Regions from separate parts of the Zea mays genome. Here region 2 is linked to region 1. The links are chromatin contacts, called in public Hi-C maps. All regions are on one chromosome and are shown on one strand. The core of a region is the stretch at or near the end of the contact, and the rest is flanking DNA. Distances in the headings are between cores, read along the strand shown. Region 1 has its middle 21 kb from the start of LOC109943666. Region 2 has its middle 42 kb from the start of LOC103637762.

Region 1 (3,461 bases), core at 949-3,448:
GATAATTGCACTTAAAGATGGAACATAAATTGTGATCTGATCATCTACTAGTGGTTTGCTTAAGTGATTTCACTTAAGTGTTTTTGATATAATCTTATGCCTTTGATTAATTGGGATATTTGGGACACACTTATTAGTAAGACAGGTGTTGCTAAAAAAATATTGACCAACTAAAATGCTTACCGCTTATCCATAGCCCACCTTGTTAACTTTGCATTATTTCCTGCACTTGCTGAGCCCTGACCATAAGTGAGCTCACCCATGCTAATATTTTGATCAGAGGGTGATGATGAAGACTTCGCAGATGACGTTGATCAGTTTTGAGTCTAACGATGCGCCAGTCACCTTCTTGTGGAAGAGTGTCCATGTTTAATTCCGCCGTACTTTGATTATGATACTTATTAAGATACAATGTTCTGGATGATGTAATAAAGTTACTCTACTCCCTTTTACGCCTTTATTGCATTGTCTTTTGGTATATTACACTTGTGACGTCAACATATGTATGGAAAATGGATCCTGGCCCACATATGCTATGCATTCAGTTTTGTCCCCAGAACCGGGTGTGACATAAACAAATCTAGGGAAACCTATTAGGTCCCATCAAATTAATCTAAGCATGTCACAGTGATTACCAAAGAACATTATTAGATAGAGAAGAGTGATCAAGGGCACAACTTGCCTTAGACTCGAGCTTCCCAGGTACCAGGATGATCCTCAGATTCCCGTGACCTCACTGCTAATTGTAGCAATACAAACAAACATGGTATAGGTAAAATTAACATCACACCAAACATAAGAACAACCTGCATAATAATGATCTACGGGTCGTTACGAGATCGTGGGTTCGAGAACTACTAAAATCGGGTTTACGGTTAAAGAGTTATGATTTTCTAAATATTTAAGTGTTGGATATACAAGAAACTAAGTGCATAATTTTTTTAGCCTAGGTTTCATAGCAAAATAAAGTTACTAGATGATAAACAATATTAATATGAGTCTAATGCATCTGGAATGAATTAATTCGGAGCTATAACAAAGAAGATATGTATTTTACAATATTAGTAGATTTATTTTTATACCTATATTCATATTATTTAGTTGTTTTGAATACCCTGATCAATCTGGGCTACGGACAATATTTTGAATACTTCTAGGGTGTCCTGTGCAATTTTTAGGACCCATGTGCACTAACCCCAGCCCCAGTGTGGATGGCGGCTTGATTTCAATTAAAACCAGGGTCTCCCTTGCAAAGTATAAACAGTGAAGGGGTACCGACCAATGAGATGGCACCGATTAGATCGCTATTTAATCGAACCAGTATGTGCTGAGAACCGGTGATCCTGAGATCAGTGGCCCAGATTTTAAACACTGAGATCAAATCTTACGCGTATAATTTGGATCATATGGCCGAGATCAAAATCCGAACCGGTACTCACTGGATGCCGCTGGATCATGATCCAATGGTCTAGGGTTTAAAGCGCCACGATCTAATCCGGTGCGCACAATCTCGATCCAAGTGCTAAGATTTCCCACTGAACCGGTACATTGTGGATCTAATCTAGACCATGCAGTAGTCGATCAACGGCCAAAAGTGTTCTCCCTCTCCGATGAAAAAGCGCGGTGGAGTAGAGCTCACGCAGCGGCACTCTCGCCGGAGAGAGGCGATGCAGCGACCCAGTGCGCCAAATCCTATGGCAAGCGGTGCTATGTGATGTAGAGGTGAAGGCGAACGGTTCAGGTGGGTTTCTTACCGAAATCAGAAACGGTGAACACCCTGCTCGGGGCGTGAGGCGGATCCGTGGAGTTTCAATTGCTCCGACGAGTAATTCAGTCTGAGCAACTCCCGATTCTCCCCCCGAATACCTCGCACACGGCCCGCCACACGACGAATACCCCCGACCAATCCTCCCCCGAGACCCAAGGACGATGGAGCTGGATCACAGGCGCGGTGACGCTCTACCGCCCTCTGTGATTCGATCACACGCTGTGGTCGAGGGCCGAGTCGATGGGATGAGGGCGTGCGGTGCTCGAGTTATATACACCAGATTTGGGTGGGGAGGGTTGTTTAACTGGCGATAGCGAGGATCCCAGGAGATCTTCAACGACCCGACAACGGCGGCCGCGAACTGAGGAGACGGGGAAGAAGATGTCGACCCAGAGGCCCCACCTGTCATCCAGTGCCCGGGAGCAAACGCGCACGCAGGCAAAGACTGGCGTGCGGGCCAGCTTGACAGCGCTGGGCACCACCGAGCGCGCGGTAATATGCGGCTTAGCTGGGCCAAAATGGAGTAGCAGGCCTAGCTATGTTGAGTTTTCTTTTTTTTTTCTTATTTTCTCTTTTATATTTTTTCTATTTTCTATCCAATTTCAAAATTGAATTCAAATCTGCATTTGAGATTTAAATTTAGGTTTTAATGCACAAACAAAAACACCAGTATGAAATTCATCAATTTATTTATTTAGGTATTGGTTTCAAATATGCAATACACAAATAATTTTGAATGTGTGATCAAAGCTAAAAAGTTTAATTCAGAAGAACAAAAATATTCATTATATTTTTGTGAAAAGTAAGGTTCAATAGAGAGAATTACTTCATGTTGTATACATTTCTTTACATGTATTTTATCTATATTATGTATTCAAAGAGTACTTCTAGTTTTACGATGATTATTTTCTCCCATCTTTTCTTAGAAAACACTTTTATTTAGTTCTTGAGAAAAAAATTTCTCAAGATCCCAAAAATACGATTTTACGGTGTTACAATAGTAGAAGATGAAATGTAGTGATAGAGCTCAAAGATAGAGAAAAAGAACATATTGAGCAAGAAGTGAACTACATCAAGACCATTAGAGTTGCAACATATGGATCTATTCGGCTGGTTGCTTACATACAGTACACCACTGTTGAGTTTTAACAACCCTTATTTAGCACAACTGTTGGTCGCTAAAAGTTGAAGACTATTGGTTGGTCGCTAAATACGTTTCTAGCAACGATTCGTTGGTCGCTAAAAATCTATAAATGTAACAACTTATGGTGGGTTGCTATAGAGACAACTTGTCAGCTGACTATTGGTCGCTAAAAAGATTTAGACCCTAATTTATTGAATTTATGGGCTTTAAGCCATTTATATATTGGTTTTGGAGTTTGATGATCATCACAACCTTTTGGAGTAAGTGGCTTGCTAAGTGCTTGATCACAGGAGCATAAGAAATATTGTAGAAGATCAAATAAAGAGATACAACTCAGAGATAGAGAAAAAAGATTACATTGAGCAAGAAGTGGACAAAGGGCTATTTTACTATTTTAATAATTCCTAATAGACCAAGCTTCATATTGGATCTTGTTAGAACGATAGAGAGATCAGATTTAAGATTTGAAGTTCTAGGCGTCAATTGAAGCAAAAATGAGCAAAGGGACCTAGAAGATAAAAATGATGAAGACCTATTACTTAGAATTAT
Region 2 (3,624 bases), core at 312-2,811, 370 kb before region 1:
AGGGCATATTTCTAACAGTCTCCCACTTGCACTAGAGTTAATCTAGAAGATATATATAATACCCATAGATCTCATGTGTGTCTCATGCTTAGCTAGGTTGTGAAAGAGGTTTCGTCAAAGGATCAACAACATTCAAATCTGAATGTATTTTTCATATCTTTATCTCACCCCACCCCATCTCATGTGTCTCTCCCACTTGCACAACATTCAAATCCTGTATGAGGTGAAACTTCCATAGTTCGTGTTTGCTTTTCTGGTGGTTCCTAGGCTCCTTAGGTTGCGCAATAGCCCCATTGTTGTCACAGTAGAGGTTCAATGGACTAGAGGCATTAGGAATGTAACACCTCAAAATTTTATTGGTGGAATTTGGTAAAATTCTTCGAAGAGTTTGAATTGGAATATGTTCTAATAAGGGTTTTCCTTTGTGAAAGCTACATTTCCCTAAAATAAAAAATCAAATAAAATGATTTATATTCAAGTATATATTTGTTGAATTATATAAGTTAAAGGATCTCTTAAAAATGCTATACCCTAGAAGACATTTTCTTAAACCACTATTTTGTCTGCATGAATGGATTACGTGGAAGCATTCCTTAAATAGAATTAATAGATAAATAAATAGATGAATAAAATATTGATGCATCTCATGCTGGGAATCTTATGCTTTAAAGTTGAGTGTGAAATCTAAATCAAAATTTGAATCAAGAAATTAAAATATAAAAGAAAACATAAAAGAAAGGAGAAAAGAATAAGACCAAACTGATTTGGGCCAAATCCCTATAAGGTCGGCCCACGAACCAATCAACCCTTTCCCTCCATAGCTCCGATGTGCGCACACTCAGCCTGTGATGCCGTAGGAGTCGACAGGCGAGCTCGTCTGTTAAACACCCTCGCGCTGACGCATGTCCCAGGTGAAATGTCTCTACTGCGCATGCTAGGCACCGACTGGTGGGGCCCCGGGATAGCTCCCCTCTGAGCCATTCGTAACAACCTCGTCGTGGCCGCGTGCGGAGATCTCGCCGATTGACCAACCGCGCGGGCTCTCCCCGCGTCTCTGCGCTATAAGGTCACCTCCCCTGGCCACCCATCCATAGCAACCAGCAGTGCCGGGCGTGAATGCCAATGTGTGAGGGAGAGATGTCGTCGAGCAGAGGGAGGGTTAGGCCGCGGTCGCACATAAATAGAGCTCTACACCATCGTCATAAAAGCAATGGAATCGGGTCCGGGAGTTTCGCAGAGTTTCCACGGGGGTGCTTGTCGCTTCTCTGGGCACCATTGGTGGTCTGGGAGGTGTGAATTTCTCACCGACGTCGGTGTCCGCCATGCTGCCACGCATGGACAAAGCCACACATCCCTGTGTCGCCCACCTTGCTAAGAACACTCCTAACTAGTCCGTTTTGGTCTCTTCTACGCATAGCACCATTCAGATTGGGATTTGAGGCTCTTGGCACAACATCATCTTCTCCAGCCACGAGCGTCGCCGCTGACTCTAGGCGCCACCACGCCCCCGTGTCATGGGGTGGAGGGTGGTCTGAGGCCGTTGGATTGCAAAAGAGCGGACGAGATTAGATCAGGTGAATACCGGTTGGATCTTGATCCACGCCATTGATCCAAGATCCGAGGGCTGGGACCAGCGTGTGTCGTGGACAAATTTTGGACCACTAATCTGTCATCCTATGATTGTTATTGCTTACAGTTTTGTTTTAAGTGGTAATCTAATCAAGGTCGTAGGTGAAGGATCAGACGGATCATAGTGACCCATACCCCTTCGGCCGACACTTTGCATAAGAGACTCCTTGGCTTTTGTCAAATAAACCTGCCATCCCTATCTATGCAAAGATCGTTTTAGGAAGGTCCAGATTTATACGCTATAGCCCCTGAGTTCTCAGGTATTAGTGGACACAGTCCAGATACTTTATTAAATAGATTTGAAATTGATTTTTAGTATAAATATAAACCTTGAAACTTGTAAAATTCATAACTAATTCGCTTTAACTCCAATTAGTCCTGTTCAAGTTGTGTTAGTCTCATATTAATATTACCTACATCTTATTAACATTATTTTATTCTGTAAGATGTTCTCAAAAATAAATAACTAATTTATTCAACCTATGTTTTTTGAATGAACATGTTTAATCGGAGTCAATATAGGATTGTAATTTGGATCATTTACTAGAATATGATTATATTGTAACTTAGATTAAACATTGAGTTAGTTATATCTTTTCTTACATGATTTATTTTAATCAACATATAGTTTTATTGGTTAACCACCTAAAACTTTGAAAAGCCATATCTTTTAAACCGTAACTCTGATTTTAGTGGTTCTTGAACCTACGATCTCGTAGCGGTGCATAGAAGATTCCTATGCAAATTGTTCTTATGTTTGGTGTAATGTTATTTTATATACTCCTTGTTTGTATGTATGTATTGCCACGAGTAGCAGTGAGGTCACGAGTAACCCGAAGACCAAATTGGTGAAGTACCTGGGAATATCGAGTCTAAGGCAACTTGTGCCCTTAATCACTTTTCTTTACCTAATAATGTTCCTGTCAATCACTGTGACATGCTCTAGGTAAATTGATGGGACCTAATAGGTTTCCCTAGTATTGTTTATCCCACACCTTGCAAACATATGAACTATTGGGTAGATATGCTATTGCTTTACCTGGTTTTGGGAAACATATGCTATATTATGATCATGTTCCAATTTCGTTGCTGTTTAAATTATGTTCTTGATAAGATCATCATGTTAATTGGAACATGGAGAACCACCTAGGAAAACTGTGCTACCACAAGGGTGGAATGGGACACCCTTGGCCAAGTAATTAGGAAAGCTAGGGAGAGATTACCTTACCCGAAAGAGGAAAGTGGGGAGGCGTCGCTACAGAGTATAGGGAGGTTATCGGGTTGAACTGCTGTGATGGCATTTCGGATGAGGGATTCCTATGCTTTCTTCTTCCTGGATCCGTAGCGGGTTTTCTCGAACTAGTGGAACTTTGGAAAGGCCTCGCAGTGGATCCCTAGCCATTTACATTGGAAGTGTCTAAGGGTCTAGCTAACCCTGGCTAATCGGGAAACACATCTTATGGGTAAAGATGTGCAACCTCTGCAAAGTGTAAAACCGGTATATCAGTCGTGCTCACGATCATGAGCGGCTCAGACCCTCAAATGAGTAATCTATGGAACTAAACTTAATTTGTCATACGCATTGCATTGTGGGTGTTATTATTAATTTGACCTCTTATTTAATTGGGTTGGTATCTACTTATACTTAGTAACCGCTAATAAAATTTTGACCAACTTTAAAAGCAATGCTCAGCTTTAACCATCCTCTTTGGTAAGCCTTACACTTCACATGAGCCCCCACTGTAAGTGAGCTCATGCACATTATTCCCCACAACTTGTTGAGCGATGAACATATGTGAGCTCACCCTTGCTGTACTCACATCCCCTAGGTCAAGAACAGGTACCGCAGGAAGAGGAGTATGAAGGATGTCGCAATGAGTTCGTGAGAGGTCAAGGCCATCATCTCCCAGTCAACTTTGGTTGCTGGATCGTTGTCTTCATATGATGTAATTATTTAGCTATTTTGTACAGGACTCCTATTATATGGTAAAGATG

Evidence for each region. Hi-C and Micro-C count contacts between places; a contact is called where the count stands out from the background.
Region 2: a Hi-C map of tassel shows a contact between it and region 1, with 2.4 times the contacts expected there. The contact joins two enhancer-like sites. A contact is called at or near these places in 2 of 25 Hi-C or Micro-C datasets (ear and tassel).

What each region holds. Positions count from the first base shown.
Region 1 is chr1:109,924,993-109,928,453 of Zm-B73-REFERENCE-NAM-5.0, reverse strand. No RefSeq gene overlaps it. Among protein-coding and RNA genes, the nearest start is that of LOC109943666, 21 kb to the right of the region's middle. Within about 2 kb of position 2,198, at least 18 of the 20 cell types and tissues checked have an H3K27ac peak or open chromatin away from gene starts, as enhancers often do. A contact at or near this core is called in ear and tassel, where this site is marked.
Region 2 is chr1:110,292,683-110,296,306 of Zm-B73-REFERENCE-NAM-5.0, reverse strand. No RefSeq gene overlaps it. Among protein-coding and RNA genes, the nearest start is that of LOC103637762, 42 kb to the right of the region's middle. Within about 2 kb of position 1,561, at least 17 of the 20 cell types and tissues checked have an H3K27ac peak or open chromatin away from gene starts, as enhancers often do. A contact at or near this core is called in ear and tassel, where this site is marked.